Linked DNA regions of Capra hircus: region 2 is linked to region 1. A link is a contact called in public Hi-C data. All regions are on one chromosome and are shown on one strand. The core of a region is the stretch at or near the end of the contact, and the rest is flanking DNA. Distances in the headings are between cores, read along the strand shown.

The links. A called contact is a pair of places that touch in the nucleus more often than the background predicts.
Region 2: a contact with region 1 is called in a Hi-C map of liver, with 5 times the contacts expected there. The contact joins two enhancer-like sites. A contact is called at or near these places in 2 of 5 Hi-C or Micro-C datasets (blood and liver).

Annotation. Positions count from the first base shown.
Region 1 is chr24:38,012,661-38,017,244 of ARS1.2, reverse strand. The region is part of intron 4 of DLGAP1 (disks large-associated protein 1); the gene reads left to right. All of the region lies in intron 1 of LOC108633798 (a long non-coding RNA gene), which reads right to left. Among named protein-coding and RNA genes, the nearest start is that of TGIF1, 120 kb to the right of the region's middle. Within about 2 kb of position 1,489, at least 1 of the 5 cell types and tissues checked has an H3K27ac peak or open chromatin away from gene starts, as enhancers often do.
Region 2 is chr24:38,054,184-38,058,723 of ARS1.2, reverse strand. The region is part of intron 4 of DLGAP1 (disks large-associated protein 1); the gene reads left to right. Among named protein-coding and RNA genes, the nearest start is that of TGIF1, 160 kb to the right of the region's middle. Within about 2 kb of position 1,978, at least 1 of the 5 cell types and tissues checked has an H3K27ac peak or open chromatin away from gene starts, as enhancers often do.

The sequences.
Region 1 (4,584 bases), core at 240-2,739:
GAGAATCCCATGGACAGAGGAGCCTGGTAGGCTACAGTCCATGGGGTCGCAAAGAGTTGAACACGACTGAGTGACTTCACTTAACAGAAGAGAAAGGAGACTTAGACGGGAAGAACCCAGGTTCCAATCAGACCCAAGGCGGGGAAGTGTGCATCCCACCATGTTTCCCCTTTAGCAACCCTAGGTTTGTTTTCGATATCTGTAAGTCTGTTTCTGTTTTGTAAACAAGTTCATTTGTGTCGTTTTTTAAAAACTAGACGCCACAGGGAACACTCTGGCCATTCAGTGGTTAAGACTCTGCACTTTCAATGCAGATGGGCCCAGGTTCCATCCCTGGTCAGGGAACTAAGATCCCACAAGCTGCATGGCATGGCCAAAAAAAGAAAAAGAAATTCGATTCCATATATAAGCTATATATCACGTGATATTCTCTTTCCCTGACTTAATTCACTTAGGATGATAATATCTAGGTCCATCCATGTTGCTGCAAATGGCATTATTTTGTTCTTTTTCACGACTGAGTAATATTCCATTGTGTGTATATGTGTGTGTGTGTGTGTGTGTGTATACACATCTTCGTATCTATTCCTTTTGTCAGTGGTATTTAGGTTGCTTCTGCATCTTGGCTGTTTTAAAAAGTGCTGCAAGGAATAATGGGGTGTGTGTATCTTTTTTATTTTAATGGCTTTCTCCGGATATATGGCCAGGAGTGAGATTACAGGATCAAATGACTGTTCTGTTTTTAGTATTTTAAGGAACTTCCACACTGTTCTTCATAGTGGCTGTACCAATTTGCATTCCCACCAACAGCGTGGGAGGGTTCCTTGGATATTACTCAATGGTGGCAATGACCAAACCCCACTGAAGAGTGGAAATGGAAATGCAGTCTGTAAGTGGCCCTTTACGCCCCCACTGCAAAGGCTGACGGTGTTTGCTGTGTTGTGCGCACAGAGAGAGAAGGGGTTGGGGGGGAGGTTGGGGCCTGGCCAAATTCTCTGGACCTGTGTCCTCATCTGTCAGTGACACGGCTGGATAATGAGGTGTCGTTTGAAGGCTGATCCTGTCATCTGGGAGTCAGTAAGGGGCCGCTGGCGTTCTGTCTGGGCCCAGTGAGCTGGTAGATGGTATTCCACAATTTAACCCACAGTCTTTCCTGGTTTTCCTTTGAGGAAGGGGGTTCCAGGGAGGAAGGAGGAAAGGAGCCGGATGAATAATTAGCTGCCTCACTGCACAGACCAGGCCCTCACATGCCCTGCTTTGCAGACACAAGTAATCATTCCTCCTCATTGTGCTCCAGCCCACAAGAAGGCGAGCTGGAGGCAGTTTCTTGCTCCTTTGCTTCCTCGCACATCCCGCCTGTCTCCCCAGGTTTGTCTGGAGCAAAACTTCTGCTCCAGGCGGAGCCCTTCCACCAGACACTGTGTCCACAGGGCAGCAGCATCACAAGTTCTGCCTTCTCTCCGGAGTCCAGAGAGTTGGCCAGTGAGCAGAGGTTCCTGATCAATTCAACCACAAGTTTCACTCAGCCTGACCTCACTTGGTTTGGACACAGGTCACTCACTCTGCATGGCCAGCTCACTGTTTCGAGGGAGACCAGCTGGCAGTGTGTGCCTGAGACCCTACCCCCACTTGGTGCCCATCAGTCACTCTCTCCAGCGGGGGTTGGCGTCCCTGAGGTCTGCTGTATGGCCCAGACACAACCCCACGGCAGAGAGTCCTGCTGGGCTGTTTGGATGGTGGTGTCTCTTGCTTTCCAGGCCCCATGGTACATGTGACACTAGCTCTTATGAAATGAGACCAGGAGTATGAGGAGCCAAAGAATAAACTGAGAAGACTCTTGAGAGTCCCTTGGACTGCAAGGAGATCCAACCAGTCAATCCTAAAGGAAATCAACCCTGAATATTCATGGATGCTGAAGCTCCAATACTTTGGCCACCTGATGCAAAGAGCTGACTCATTGGAAAAGACTGAGGGCAGGAGGAGAAGGGGACGACAGAGGATGAGATGGTTGGATGGTATCACAGACTCAATGGACATGAGTTTGAGCAGATTCTGGGAGATAGTGAAGGGCAGGGAAGGCTGTCGTGCTGCAGACAGAGTCAGACAGGACTTAGGGACTGAACAACAAGAAAGAGTAAAAGGAATGGAAGGAGCCGAGGGGGAAAGGCAGCTGCCTGGGGCAAGGGCAGTGAACATGTGGTACCTCCCACAGCCATCTACTTGTGCCCCTGGGTAGAGCCCAGCAGAAAGGGTGGAGGAAGTTCAGAAGATAATCCACAGGACTCACTGCTTCCAGCTGATAGAGGTGGGGCACTCACAGTATTAACTCGATGTCAAAAGTCAGCCAGTCACAGCTGGACTTGGCCAGCACTCAACCAAGGCCAAAGAGAAACGGGTATCGGTGACAGGAGGTTGTGTCACAACATCCAAGGTCACAGACTGGCTTTGCTGAGTATTCATTTTTCTTTCTATCCTCGTGACCTTGCTTTCCTGATTATTAGTCCCTTTTTCTTCTTCTCCAGGAAGTCCCTTCTCATCCCTGTCCCTTCCTTCAGGTAACAAGTATGTACCACCATTCCACTATGCACCATGCATGATCCAAGTACTGAGGTCGTCATGAACCGCAGACAACAATGCCTGACCTTGTGATCCTTACATCCTTAACTAATTACTGTCTTAGTCTGGGAGGGGAAAAAATTCAGCTAACAGAGAATATAGGCAAGTGTTGCTGAGAAGTGACTTCTAACAAGAAAGGAAAGCTGGGTGGTGAGAAGCTTAATAGAAAACTGTCCTCCACTCCGGACACCATCCTCACCCCAGGCTTCCCAGGCTTCTTGTCTTCCAAGACTCAGTCTGCTGGAGCCTGAGGAAATGGGGGACCAGCTGCCCAAACAGGAAACTTTACTTCATTCTGTAACCCTGACCTTGAGCCCCAAACCTTCCCCTCCTGTCAGCAGTCCATTCAACCCAGGAAGACAAATTTTGAAAACTACACAAAATGTTACAGACATTAAAATAGGAAAAAACAAAATCCCTAGGCCCTAGAGGAAGTGGTATATCTGATTCAGTGGTTAGAAATCGCTTCATAAAGTCATGGAACAAATGGAAGTTTAATCCTAACAGATGACACTGCCAGGGCAGTCACTTGTGTGCGTGGATGACTCAGTAGCACCTGTTGGAGAGGCTGAGAAAATGAGCCGTGAACTCCTGAAGGCATTCCCTGCTAGAAGCAACGGCCCCACCTGGCAAATTAGTAAACTGGGCGTTCTCAACATCCTGCCTGGAACCTTTGTGCCCAGTTCTATGAAGGTGGTGACTCACCTGAGTTACCGGTCAAATGATTCTTACTCAGAGCCCTCTGTTTTTAACCTTTAATATTAAATGACCGAGGCAACCGCTAGCCAAATGTCCATCTACTTTCAATATGTTTCTTTGAAATGATTGATTTTAGGCAACATTTGGCTTTACAAAGGGCAACCCTCAATTTCCCTAGTGTTTAACAGGTTGCCAAGCTTCATTAAAGGTCCACATTAGAGGCTTTCAACCTCAGTCCCTGGACCTGGGCCTTCTAAAATGACTTTCCTCCAAACCTCATTTAACTTCCTTTAATTTACTTAATTAATGGAATTTTCTGAAGGGAAGAGTTACTTTGATCTGAACCTCTTTCTTAGTTTCCGGTTAACATTTCCAGAGCAAGACAAGAGATGGGTGAGGGGCGGGAGCTCCCAGCAGCTCACAACTGCAGTTCTCCTCCAAATCAGAGACCTTGGAGGGCGGGAGAAGCCTGAGAGGAAGGCTGGTCGAAAATACTGCCCTTGGCATTTTCGTGGGTGTTTGCCCCACACACAGATAAAAGGGTTGGGGGTGGGGGGACGACAGTGTGCTGCAAAGCAAGTTCTCTGGAAGCTGGGCCTGCAGCTTGGAAATCTTCAGTCATCCTTGCAAATCAACCAACCGGAAACCAGCGATGGGAATTAGAAATGCTTCTACCCTGAAAGTCTCCTGCAAACTAACGACAAATTCAGACACAAATGGAAAATGCAAGTCCCACCCAGCAGGAATCCTCAGTTTCCCAGCTATTCATTCTCACAACCATCCACCTAACCAAAAGGCCACATCAGTTTTTGCTTTGCACCTTGCCAAGGAAGCAAACACTGCTGCCCTAGGTGCTGGTTGGCGGGGTTGGGGGTGGGGCTGGGGGTGGGGGTGGGGAGGAGGAATCAGCAACCTCAACCCACAGATCTTACCTTTCAGTAAGGGGAAAAATTTTGTTGAGGTGATAAATTAAAAAGCAAAACATTCTGAGTGGTGACTTCCACTCTGCGTTTTTTGAGAAGACCAACGCAGCCCCTGTTGTTTAGCCCAGTAGTCGCTGGGCTACTCTTTTGGGGACCCCATGACTGCAGCTCGCCAGACTCTTCTGTCCATGGGATTTTCCAGGCAAGAATACTGGAATGGGTTTGCCACATCTTTCGCCAGGGCATCTTCCCTATCCAGGGATCGAACCCGCGTCTCCTGCATTGGCAGGCGGACTCTTTTACCACTGAGCCACCAGGGAAGCCAGACCCCTGTCCCAGCGTGGCT
Region 2 (4,540 bases), core at 729-3,228, 41 kb before region 1:
GTTAATATAGGGTGTCCCAGGTGATGCTAGTGGTAAAGAACCTACCTGCCAATGTGGGTTTGATCCCTGGGTCAGGAATATCCCCTGGAGGAGAGCATGGCAACCCATTCCAGTATTCTTGCCTGGAGAATTCCATGGATAGAAGAGCCTGGCGGGCTACAGTCCGTAGGGTCACAAAGAGTCGGACACGATTCAAGCAACTTAAGAGTCGGACACGATTGAAGTGACTTAGCACGCACACATGGTAAATTTAAGCAGAATTGTCCTATACATTTGGAAACATTGAAATAGAAATGACTTAGAAATATCTCCTAAACCTAACACAATGTTATGCTTGATTGCATTTGTAGAAATTCTACCCTTGCATTTTCACTGTAGGCTTTGAGAATGACAGTCAGAATTTTTGCACATCATTTGCCAGATGAAAATGAAAACCTCTAAGACAAATTTGTTTCTGCAGAGTGGCTGTTACATTCACATAAAGATTTAGCTGACAACTAACAAAAAGAATTGGGGGAATAGATGGAAGAAACAGCTGTCCAGGAAGCTATCAGTTGCTAGGTTTGCTTGGAATGCACTGGAATTCCCCAGAAGCCCCATTTTGCTCACTGATGGTCATCTGCCTTTAGAAATCACATTAGAGACCCAATTTTCTAAGTCTCATCTCCTTCTGAAAAAGAATATACATTTCCAGGCTCCCCCAGGATGCATAATTTCACACCATTGTTAGTGGTTATTACCACCATTTATCTCTCCAGTAATCCCCCTGGTCCCCTTTGTATAAGTCTGAATATGCCTTGCACATGTTTAAAAATGACATTCTCAGTTACACTTGAGAAGACAGAAGGGTTAGCTAAAATGAACTCACAATGATTATCTTATTCCAACAATTAAAAGTTTTAGCTTTCTTAACAGTATTCACTGTTTACACATCATCATATGTGCAAGGTTATAAAGATGCAGTGCAAGACAAAATAGGTATCTAGCAGGCTTGGAACCCTAGAACAAGTCTGCATGACTTTGTCTTAAAGATTAGGATTGTACGATGAAGTGAATATTTTTATCTATTAATAACAAACACTTATCTAGAACTTGTATTTGTCAGCCATTGTTCAAAGATGCTCTGCAAATACTAACACATCAAATATTACATGGGGCATTCTATTGCTCATTTATGGTGGACTTAAGTTTGCCACAGCTCCGTAAACTGAGGATATTCTGAAGCAAGGTGCCAAGCTAGTTCTGAGGCACCTTGTAGAGATTTAGCATAGTACAGTACAATATTTGGCCAAAGTCATATAGGAATGTGTTGGGGAGGAAATATTTCCCCTCTACCCTCTTATGCTCTGTTCTTGGAGGCCTGCAAATTAAACTGACCAAAGACAGATTAGCTGGGGGGAAAAACACAATTTTAATTCAAGTGCCTCTGGGAATTCACAGGAAAATATCACTCAAGGAGGTATTAGAATTTGAGGCTTATATACCCTCTTACTGGGCTTCCCTGGTGGCTCAGATGATAAAGAATCTGCCTGCAATGCAGGACACCAGGGTTCAATTCCTGGGTTGGGAAGATCCCCCAGAGAAGGGAATGGCACTCCACTCCAGTATTCTTGCCTGGAGAATTCCATGGACAGAGGAGCCTGGCAGGCTACAGTCCATGGGGTCACAAAAAGTCGACACCACTGAGTGACTAACACTCATTTTCCTGGTCAGGTAACAATGTTTCTGTAAACCTCCACCAAACAAATGTTATTCTCTGTTCTGACAAGAAAGGACACAGTCCCCAGACACAACTTTACCCTTCTGAGGCCCAGTCCTGGCTGAGAGGAGGCAGAGCTCAGCTGGTGGTGTCCTCAGGGCTGGGTCCCCAGAGCCTGCCCAGCTGCTATCACTGAGGGAGCCAGAAGCCCAGGACCCAACTGGCCCTCAGGCTCCTCAGGCCGCCTGCACAGTGGGGGCAGGTCCCTCAGACTGTGACCTATACAGGCGGCCACTGCCATTAGGTCACAGAGGCAGGGCTGGGGGAGAGAGGTTCACCACTGCCTCAAGGCCTGGGCTCACAAGTGGGTGACCCTGGTGAGGGCTCTGGAGCTCTGCAGGACCCAGCCCCCTGGGGCCTGTTCCCTGGGCCCCCAGCTCACCCACTGGCCCAAGGCCAGGTGAACTGGTGGCCCCCCAGGGAGAAAGAGAGGATCTGCCTCTTACCTGATTCTCCACATGGCAACCACTGCTCCACCAACCTTTGGCTGCGTGGGCCACTAACAGTCATCTATGGACAGTTGCTTGTTTGTGGGTGGGGCCAACTGCAGCACTGACCAATGGCTGAGCAGGGCCACTAACGGCAACTCACTGTCAGTTGGTCACTTGGGGGAAGGGCCCACTGCAGCACTGACCAATGGCTGAGCAAGACCACTAATGGTACCTGTTTGCCTGGTAACAGAGTAGGTGGTGCAGAGCAACTACCTTGAAGCCCTTAGCTGTGCTCTATTACAGTTCTGTTACCTAGTATATTCCTTTGTATTTGGGGGTTTTAATGATGTCTCAGGGGCTTCCCTGGTGGCTCAAATGGGTAAGAAGAGACCTGCAGTGCAGGAGATCTGGGCCTGATCCCTGGGTCAGGAAGATCCTCTGGAGAAAGGAAAGACTACCCACTCCAGTCTTCTTGTCTGCAAGAATACCATGGAGGGAAGAGCCTGGTGGGCTAGAGTCCACAGGGCCGCAAAAAGTAGGGCATGAATGATGTCTCATAGAATGGATTTCTTCAACAGTAAGAATTTTTTTTTTTTTTTTATCTCCCCTTAGCTGCTCATAATGGGAAATTCACATGGTCCTCCTCAGCAGTAAACACTAGAGATGTTTACCAGCACCAGCCTCGTTTCGATCATTGAGGAAACTGAGACACAGAAAAGTTTAGAGGCTTTTCCCAGGTCAAGTGGCTGGTCAGTGACCCAGTCAATATTTGTACCTATTCAGTTTGACTCCAAAATTCCAGCTCTTGGGAATTCCCTGGCAGTCCAGTGGTAAGGACTCCACGTTTCCACTGGGTGGGGGAGCTGGGTTCTATCCCTGGTCAGGGGATCTTGCAAGCTTCAGAGTGAGGCCAAAACCAATAAAAAGTAAAGTCATTAGCATGTAATAATTAAAAAAAAAAAAAAAACACAAGCTTTTAACAACCATGAATTGTGCCTCTGTTACAAGGGCCTCCTTCCTTGAAATTTTTTTATTTTAACTAAATAAAAGCATAATAAATGACTTCAAGGAGCTTTTATGGATTAGTATTAATATGACAGTATTATAACCTAAAAAGCAGTCTTGCTAATAGCATCATCCTCTCCACCCATCCTAATATAATAGAATCTTCAGATCTGATCATTTCTCTGCCCTAAGGTGACATCTATGTATACATCATACTCAAGCAGAGGCACCCTTGATTCACAGTTCCTATTCCTTTAAATAGACTGCCCCTCAATACCCATAACCTGCCCTAGACCCCAGATCTGTTCATTGTCTCTCAGTTCAGGGACAGACAATGGCCTCAGTCAACATGCCTCCGCATCTTCAAGAACATCATTCAGAAACTGCACTTACTCCTAGAAATGTCTGCCCCAAGAAACTTGTTATTAAATTGGTGACAATGAATATGCTCATGATCTTTCTCGAGCAGAGGTTCATCGGGGGAAGAAACAGAAGTTTGAATGATTTTTTGTAGATTATTAGAGGTGAAAGTGAAGTCGCTCAGTCGTGTCCGACTCTTTGCAACCCCGTGGACTGTAACCTACTAGGCTTCTCCGTCCATGGGATTCTCCAGGCAAGAATACTGGAGTGGATTGCCATTTCCTTCTCCAGGGGATCTTCCCGACCCAGGAATCGAACCCGGGTCTCCTGCATTGGAGGCAGACGCTTTACCCTCTGAGCCACCAGGGAAGCCATTTATTAGAGGTACAGATAGTCTAATCTTAGGTTATTCTAACCATTCTCCTCCATAATTGGACACTGTGCCTGTGCAAGGACCGTTCTCCTTCCTCCAACTCTGTGGGCATAGTGATATTCAGTTGCTGTTGATTAGGAAGTGCAGTTGATCCTTTTGTGAGCAGCATTGTTACATGCAACCAACAAACAACACACTTTTTGTTGACATATACTGGCTGCCAGGCACCTTGCTGGTCACGGTGAATACAAACAAATCAGGTGTAATCCTTGATTTCAAGTTTCTATCAGAGAAAGAAACATGACGGCAGAAAGGTGGGAAACTTGAGGTTTGTACAAAACAGGGAGCAGATTCCAGGAAAGGTTTTACAACACAGGAGATATTTGAGTTTGTTCTGAAAAAAATGGGTGTGAAACAGTCACTCACATGAAAACTTATGTACCAAAAAAAAAAGTGGCGGATTATCATCTGATAAATTTCTTTCAAGAGCCACTTGCAAATCTCAGAAGATGCTGCAGAGGGTACAGAAGAAAAGAATCTGAATTTTATTTTTTTTATTTAGCTATTTGTTTGGCTGCGCTGGTCTTAATTGCAGCATGTGGGATTTAGTTC